Linked DNA regions of Ovis canadensis: region 2 is linked to region 1. The links are chromatin contacts, called in public Hi-C maps. All regions are on one chromosome and are shown on one strand. The core of a region is the stretch at or near the end of the contact, and the rest is flanking DNA. Distances in the headings are between cores, read along the strand shown.

Region 1 (3,507 bases), core at 107-2,606:
TTCCCTTTGCTCCGGTGTTTCCTCCTCTTTGGGGGTGCTGTAGGATGTGGTCTTCTCCCCAAAGAGGGAGACAGCTTTTCAATTGTTAATGTCAGTAATTGGACTTCTGGACCATGCTTTTTTCTTCAGCTAATCCAATCACCGGTAAAATCCTCATTCCCTCTAAGGTTTCCCAGCCTTAAATGAAAGCAGTCTGAAGTCACTAGCCACTGAGAGAGAGATCCTTCAACACATTTTTTTTTTTTTTCTTCTTCTTCTTTCCCGCTTACGTTTCTAGTCCTCACCCCCGGCTCGATTCTAATACAGTATCAAGAGAGACAAACTCTTCCGAGAGTAATTTACAAACGATGGTCAAACTTACAAACTTCCAGTAAATTGCACCGAGTCATGTCCAGCCACTTTTCTGTCCACTTTTGTACATTCCATCCCCGGCCAGTGGATCTGAGGGTCTGGACTCGCAATAAGCAATGTGGTTCTATCTCTTGGATTGCTCCGCTTTTAGAGATGGAAAAGAAAGTAGCCGGTCTTTTCCTTTCTCTTTTTCCCGTCTGTTGTTCGCCGCTGGGCTGACACTGGCTCCGCCGCCCGGAGTCACGGCGATACACAGGCTTTCATTGTGCTCCGATAGGAGAGGGAGAGAAAGAGAGAGAGTGAGACAGAGGGAGAAAGAGAGCCAGCGAGCTGCAGGGGGGTGGGGGACGGAGGGCGGGGGAGCTCTCGCCCGAGGCTCCCTGGTGGAAGGCGGGTGCCACTGCACGGGCGAGCGAGGCGGCCGGTGCGGGGAAAGGGGAACGCAGAGGGCCTCCCAGCGGCAAGAAGTGGAGGATCCCGAAGCCTGCGCATCTCGGCGTCGGCGCGCGCAGCTCGCACTCCGGCTCGGCTCGGGCAGGACGGCGGTACGTTGGGGAAATTCCCCAACCTCTACCCGACTACTTCACCAGCCCGAAATGGTGCAGAAATTCCCGGCCAGTAGATGTATTTTCCCTGCCAGACCTCCGTTACGCTCCCCGCCTCCACCCCTCGAGGATATCACTTTCATTTTTCAGTATGTTGTCAATGACACCCCTGGGCACTCTAGCGAGAGCTGGGTGAACACGGAGGAAACGTTCCTGGGTGTCAGAAAAGGAGGCGTAGGGTGTGTGCGTACTGGGGGAAACGGAGGAGTGGGTGAAGAGAAGAAATTACATCATTAGCTCCTAAAGGGCAGGCGAGTGTCTGTCTACCTGCTAGCCTGTTTTCTCTGTCTCTGGCTAAGTCAATCTCGGTGATCATAAGCAAAATCAGTAAGAATAACTAAAATATTCTATCACGATGAAATTACAAATATCAGTTCTCAAAAAGGAAAAAAAAACAACAAAAAAATATTTTTCTGAAAATACAAGATTCCCTATGACAAACCTAACACAAGATCTGGGGCCTTCACGGTAGTCTGTTTACATACATAAGGAGGAAAATCATTATGCAGCAGTCCAGTTTCAAGTTCACTAACACAAAACAAACACATCTCTGACACACATTGTTGTCTCATCTTCAGATAATCCTACCTTTAAGCTCTCAAAATGCATGCTGGATTCTGCTGATTACCATTTATGGAGGATAAACTAAAGTGAGCACAATATTGTTCTAGTCAGGACCATATAGTCTGTTATGCTCATTTGGAAGTCATTTGGAAGTCATTTGGATTTGAGGTGTCAAGCAGTGGGGCTTTGTTAATCTAAACCACCTCGCATCTCAGTTACAAGCTCCTGCTTCAAACTGAGCTGTGGTTAGAAATGAGTAAGATCAGTGCAAACATTTATCTACTTTAGTTCTCGATAGGCTGGTCTACATTAGTTCATTTTCACAAATTCTAGAATGTTATTTTGGGATTTGGGACAAGTGCATTCTGATGGAATGTAACTTTTTTTTTACTTTTCATTGGAACATACTGCTGTCTGTCCCTTCCAAGGCTAAGTTTCTCATCACTCATGGAGAAAAGCAGAAATATCTTTTTTAGGTATGCAAATCTGAAAGAACTCTCTCATGAGGTGTCATTAAAAAGGGAAGGGGTTCTGATCATTTTAGATTGGTTTTTAAAAACGTGTATTCATTAGACATTACCTCGAGTTACTATCAGCACTTAATATATTCAGCAGTCACACTTGATAAGAAAAAAACCTTAATAAATTTAAACACTGTTCACGCTACAGTTCTGCAGTAGCATGGATTTTGATTAATAAGTGTTTTTGGTCAAAGCTGCTATTTCTAAATGATATAACTTTTACTAAACTTTTACTTCTAAGCTAGACAAGGACACACCTTAAAAACTTGTCCAGCAACAATTTAATAAATTTTCCTACTATGTTCTAGTGATGTAGGACTCTCCTTTACAGTGTCTTTTGTACACATTTGCCCTTTACAGCCATTTAAATTCAAGCTGACATCATTATCATACACCTCATTTCCATTCATGTCATTACTATTTATTTAGTCACTGTTTCAGCACAGTACTTTGCATAAATCTCCCTCCAATCCACCAAAAATCCTGAGGGAGAGGAATTATTAACTCCATTTATAAATGAGGAAACTGAGGCTTATTGAAAATAAACTATTTAAACTAACTAGGAAGTAACAGATCAGGACTCGAACTCAAGCCTGATTTCAAACCTATCCTTTCTTAACCACTGGACTTGCTGCCTCAGTATCAAGGGTGAAAGGAGTTACAGGGAAACCAGACTATACCCAGAATAGCTCAAGGGCTGCAATTACACCTCAATCAACATGCTGGAGTCTAAGCAAGTCCTATAATACCTCCAAGAAATGAGTAGTGAATAGAACTACTCATCTGAGTATGAGAGCAGACAAGTGAGAAAATATGCTCAATTATATCCAGCTGCCAATAAAATAAACATTTTTTTTCCTTGTCTTCCCCTTTTATGGAACTGTTCCCTCTTATATCCCTAAAGCTTCTGTAAGGGCCCTATGAATTTTTTTTTTAAAGCATTAGTTCCTTTTTATTTGTCCATCTGTCTTCCTCATCTTTACTGTTCACAGATACCTACCATAAGGCATTTAATGCTATAGTGATAAATGTCAAGATCTCAAAAGTTGATATGTGAGACTTGTAAGCTTACAAACTATTGTTATAGAATCAGTGATATCAGTGATGATGATAAAATAATACAGTTAAGTCATAATACCTACTAAAGTTAATTCTGATTTTTCAACATTCTGTTTTCTTCTCGACTATTTGCTTTTGGCCCCCTGATCCATGCTAATTCTCATTTCCTGACAGCCTGTCTCTTTGCAGTTCTTTTGGTGTAATCATGTACAAAAGTCTCTTGAACTCTCCAAACACCTACTGAAGAAGCTTGCTCGGTTGCAGTGACCTCAGACATCAGCAAAGCTACTTATCAGCATTTCCTGATCAACAGCCAGAATACTGTTCTAACAAGAAAAATGTTTCAAGGCATTAAGAGGCATGACCTAGGAACTGAGTCAGCTGCCATTACAAGTCCTTAAAGTCAT
Region 2 (3,347 bases), core at 375-2,874, 110 kb before region 1:
ACACAGATCCAGACCAATGAGCTCTTGGTTTGTTTGAGGCTAAGTGTGGAATTTTTTTGAAGTTCTAGTTTGGCTTTGTTCAGTCATGTTAGAAAGTACGTAAGTATCATGCTGGTTTAAACTAGTTCATCAGGCTTACTTATGGACATGTTTTGGTTCAGTTACAGTTTGACATTTGGGTCTGTTCAGTTCAAGGTGCAGCCCATTCTGTGATTCTGGATTTTGGCTATGGCCATTTGGTTTATGGCCTGCCCATATGAGTGTGACTGAGCACAGAGCTGTGGCTTAGCACCAGTGATGGCCACAGAAGCTTCTGTACTCTAGAGGAGTTAATTTGCTCTTGACTTTGTTTTGCAGGAGGACTCATTAATGCAAGCACCAAACCTAGAGTTTTTAGGATGCATGGACTCCCTACTTTTTGTCACTTGGTATAAGACTCTAAGACTTCACTAAGAAAACTGGCTTATTTAATATTATATTTACGAAAAAGTACAAAAGTCTCAAATGTTTCCAAGTTTTCCTGAAACTGTTTACTTGAATACACTGTGAAGAAAAAAGAAAGGAAAAAAAAGTTCTTAAAAATCTCCAGGGATTAAAAAAAAAAAAAAGAAAACCCATTTACTCTTATTTTGCAATGGCCCTGGTTGTGAAATCATCAGACTGAAAAATACTGCAGGCGTGTTGAGGGTGGCTTTTAGTGACAAGATTTCCTTAAGGCTGTAAACAAACCAAATTCATTAAGAGAAGAAACAGAAGTGGCAGATTTCATCATAAAATGGAGAACACATTTTCCAGCTGAATTATAGATACAGCACAAAATGCGGTTATTTCATTTTTTAAAAACCTCAGTTTCTGCAGGCTGAAACAGAACATTTCAATTGGCTCAGATCATGAAAGCCATCTGCACCTGCTCACAAAACAGCTTAAAGAAAAAAAAAAAGTCTGCACAAAGGATTTTAACTTACACAGACAGTAAGGAATAGCCTCTGGTCCACAGGCACCCATAAAAGGAGGAGCAGTATGAAGCAAAGGAGATCATAATTTTTTAAAAACTACCAATAAATAATCATCTAAGATCAGTTTACAGCGTTATTTCTGTTTTACCTGTGGCAGCTCCACTTGACTGTTCTGGTTGTATGTTAAAAAGTTGGGCGATTAAAATTCAATTATGAGGGTTTTTCTTTTATGTAGCCTAGGGTTGAATGAATTACTGGCAGGAAACTTTAGCTCATGAACTCAATCAAAAATCCTTTCATTTGTCAGAGCTGCTTCCTGCCCCTCTCCTTTAAACATCTGCTTCTCCAGTTCAGGGACAAAACCAACTCTCTCTGTCCCTCCTTCCCTCCCTCTTTGTTAAAATAATAAGCAATCACCAAAAGTTCCCTTGCAAAAGTTACAGATTTTCTCTTAAACACACGCTTGATCCCAGTAGAGTTTATTTAATATATCTTTAATAGCTTCCTTGTATTCCTCGCTTCCTTTCCGCTTTTAAATGCTGGAAAATCTCAAGCTGACAAAAGAAGACATTTTTAAAATGCGAACCTTCGCAGGGCTAAGCCCGGTCGGTCTCCAGGCCAATTAGCTGGGAGCAAGGCGACTCGGCGGGGGAGGGGGCCGGCTGTTGGGAATCGCCTGCACTCCTTAAATGGCTGGCACTTCCTGCCAGAAAAGGCCAGCTCTGCACAAACAGAAATAGGGTGGAAAGAAAACAGGAGGCGTTGCTCAAGTTCCAAACAAGCTGCGCGTGTGTAAGCGCGCGCCGGGAGGCAGCCTAGCCGCGGCACGCGGGCCTCGCCGGAGCTTCGGCCGAGGAGCCCACCGCCCGTTCGCATTAGCCTGGGGCTGGGGGGCGCCCAGGCCGCCGCCAAGGGGTGCCCGGCCGTGCAAGTCAGGGGGAAAGCAGACAGTGCCCTTTGAACAGCCAGCCTGCGCTGAGCGCGACCTAACCCCTCCGGTCGCCTGCGCAGGCTTCTCTTTGGGAAACGAAGTGCGGGCAGACCTCAGTGACTTACTCTTTTGCCTAAAAAAATCAGGCTGGTTCTTCCTCTAGAGAAGGCTAGGTGAAAGTTTGTATAATCTGGGGGCTATGCTGCTTAATGATCGCAACCCCATTAAAGATCTTTTATTAATAAAATGTTATCACCCTTTTTGGGAATCTCAGTGTCACCCTAGAGGGAAAGACCTATTTTAAGAATGCTTACCTAGAATTTGTAAACGTTTTAAACTGCACGAAATGATGTTGCTTTAATAAGGCTGCTGCTGCTGCTGCTGCTGCTAAGTCGCTTAAGTCGTGGCTGACTCTGTGCGACCCCATAGACGACAGCCCACCAGGTTCCCCTGTCCTTGGGATTCTCCAGGCAAGAACGGTACATAATACAACCAGCTGTTGTATCATAGTAAAGCTTTTGAATGTTTTCATATCTAAGCTATGCTTGTAATTCTAAATTTAGATAAAGAAGCTTCCGGTTCTTTTACCCTTCCCTGTTCCTATGGATGGAAGAATTTGAGCTATAGTGATTAGAAAATTACTGGTATCAAATCTGCTACAGTCAATACATTCATAATTCTTACATGTTGTAATAATTTACTCTTAAGTTAAAAAAATGGGTTATGTGGTTAAAGCCATGTATTCTTATGTTAATATGAGTAATAACAGCTAATATTTCTGAGCCCTCACCGTGTGCCAACTGTGATACAAAGTTCTTTACATGCATAATTTATTTTAATCTCCACAACCCTGTCTGGAACTATGATTATGCACATTTGAAGAAACAGAGGTTTATATCTTTAATTTGCTGTAGTCCAGAGAGTTAGTATGTAGCAAAGCTGTGACTTGTACCTATCCACCTGCACTCAAAGCAGCCACCCATCCATCCATCCAATATGAAATGTCTATTATCTGGAAGACACATTCAATCAAATAGATAAGACATACACAAATCATTTTTTTAAACTTATACATCTATTTTATCAAATTGAAACATAAACACAATAAATTTTAAAAGTTTAGACATCAGAATAAAATACATACCTACTAAATCATAGACACAATAAATAGTACAAGAAAAAAAGGCAAAAGGTCAAAAAAAAAAAAAAACCTGCTAACAAGAAATCCAATACTCCTTTGACATACAAAATCTAACACTCAAGGTATTTCTCAAAAGACCAATTTTTTTCCTTGAATTTTCCAAAGAATTTTCAAAAATAAATTCAGGGAACATTTGAGAATAGCAAGTTTCCAAAACAAAACGTGCATAGCTAGATTAGTTTGTCAGTTTTGCCATTTTCTTTTTCAGTGGAAAGTTCATTGGACAAATTACAATCTCACCCCAGACAGGATGTGAGAA

The links. A called contact is a pair of places that touch in the nucleus more often than the background predicts.
Region 2: a Hi-C map of fibroblasts shows a contact between it and region 1, with 3 times the contacts expected there. The contact joins the enhancer-like site here to the promoter of MAML2 in region 1. A contact is called at or near these places in 2 of 2 Hi-C or Micro-C datasets (fibroblasts and lung).

Annotation. Positions count from the first base shown.
Region 1 is chr15:21,619,803-21,623,309 of ARS-UI_OviCan_v2, reverse strand. MAML2 (mastermind like transcriptional coactivator 2) reads right to left here and starts at 1,356. Exons shown (of 5, transcript XM_069554889.1): 1 at 1-1,356.
Region 2 is chr15:21,728,953-21,732,299 of ARS-UI_OviCan_v2, reverse strand. The region is part of intron 1 of MAML2 (mastermind like transcriptional coactivator 2); the gene reads right to left. Among named protein-coding and RNA genes, the nearest start is that of TRNAW-CCA, 90 kb to the right of the region's middle. Within about 2 kb of position 1,624, the one cell type or tissue checked has open chromatin away from gene starts, as enhancers often do. A contact at or near this core is called in fibroblasts, where this site is marked.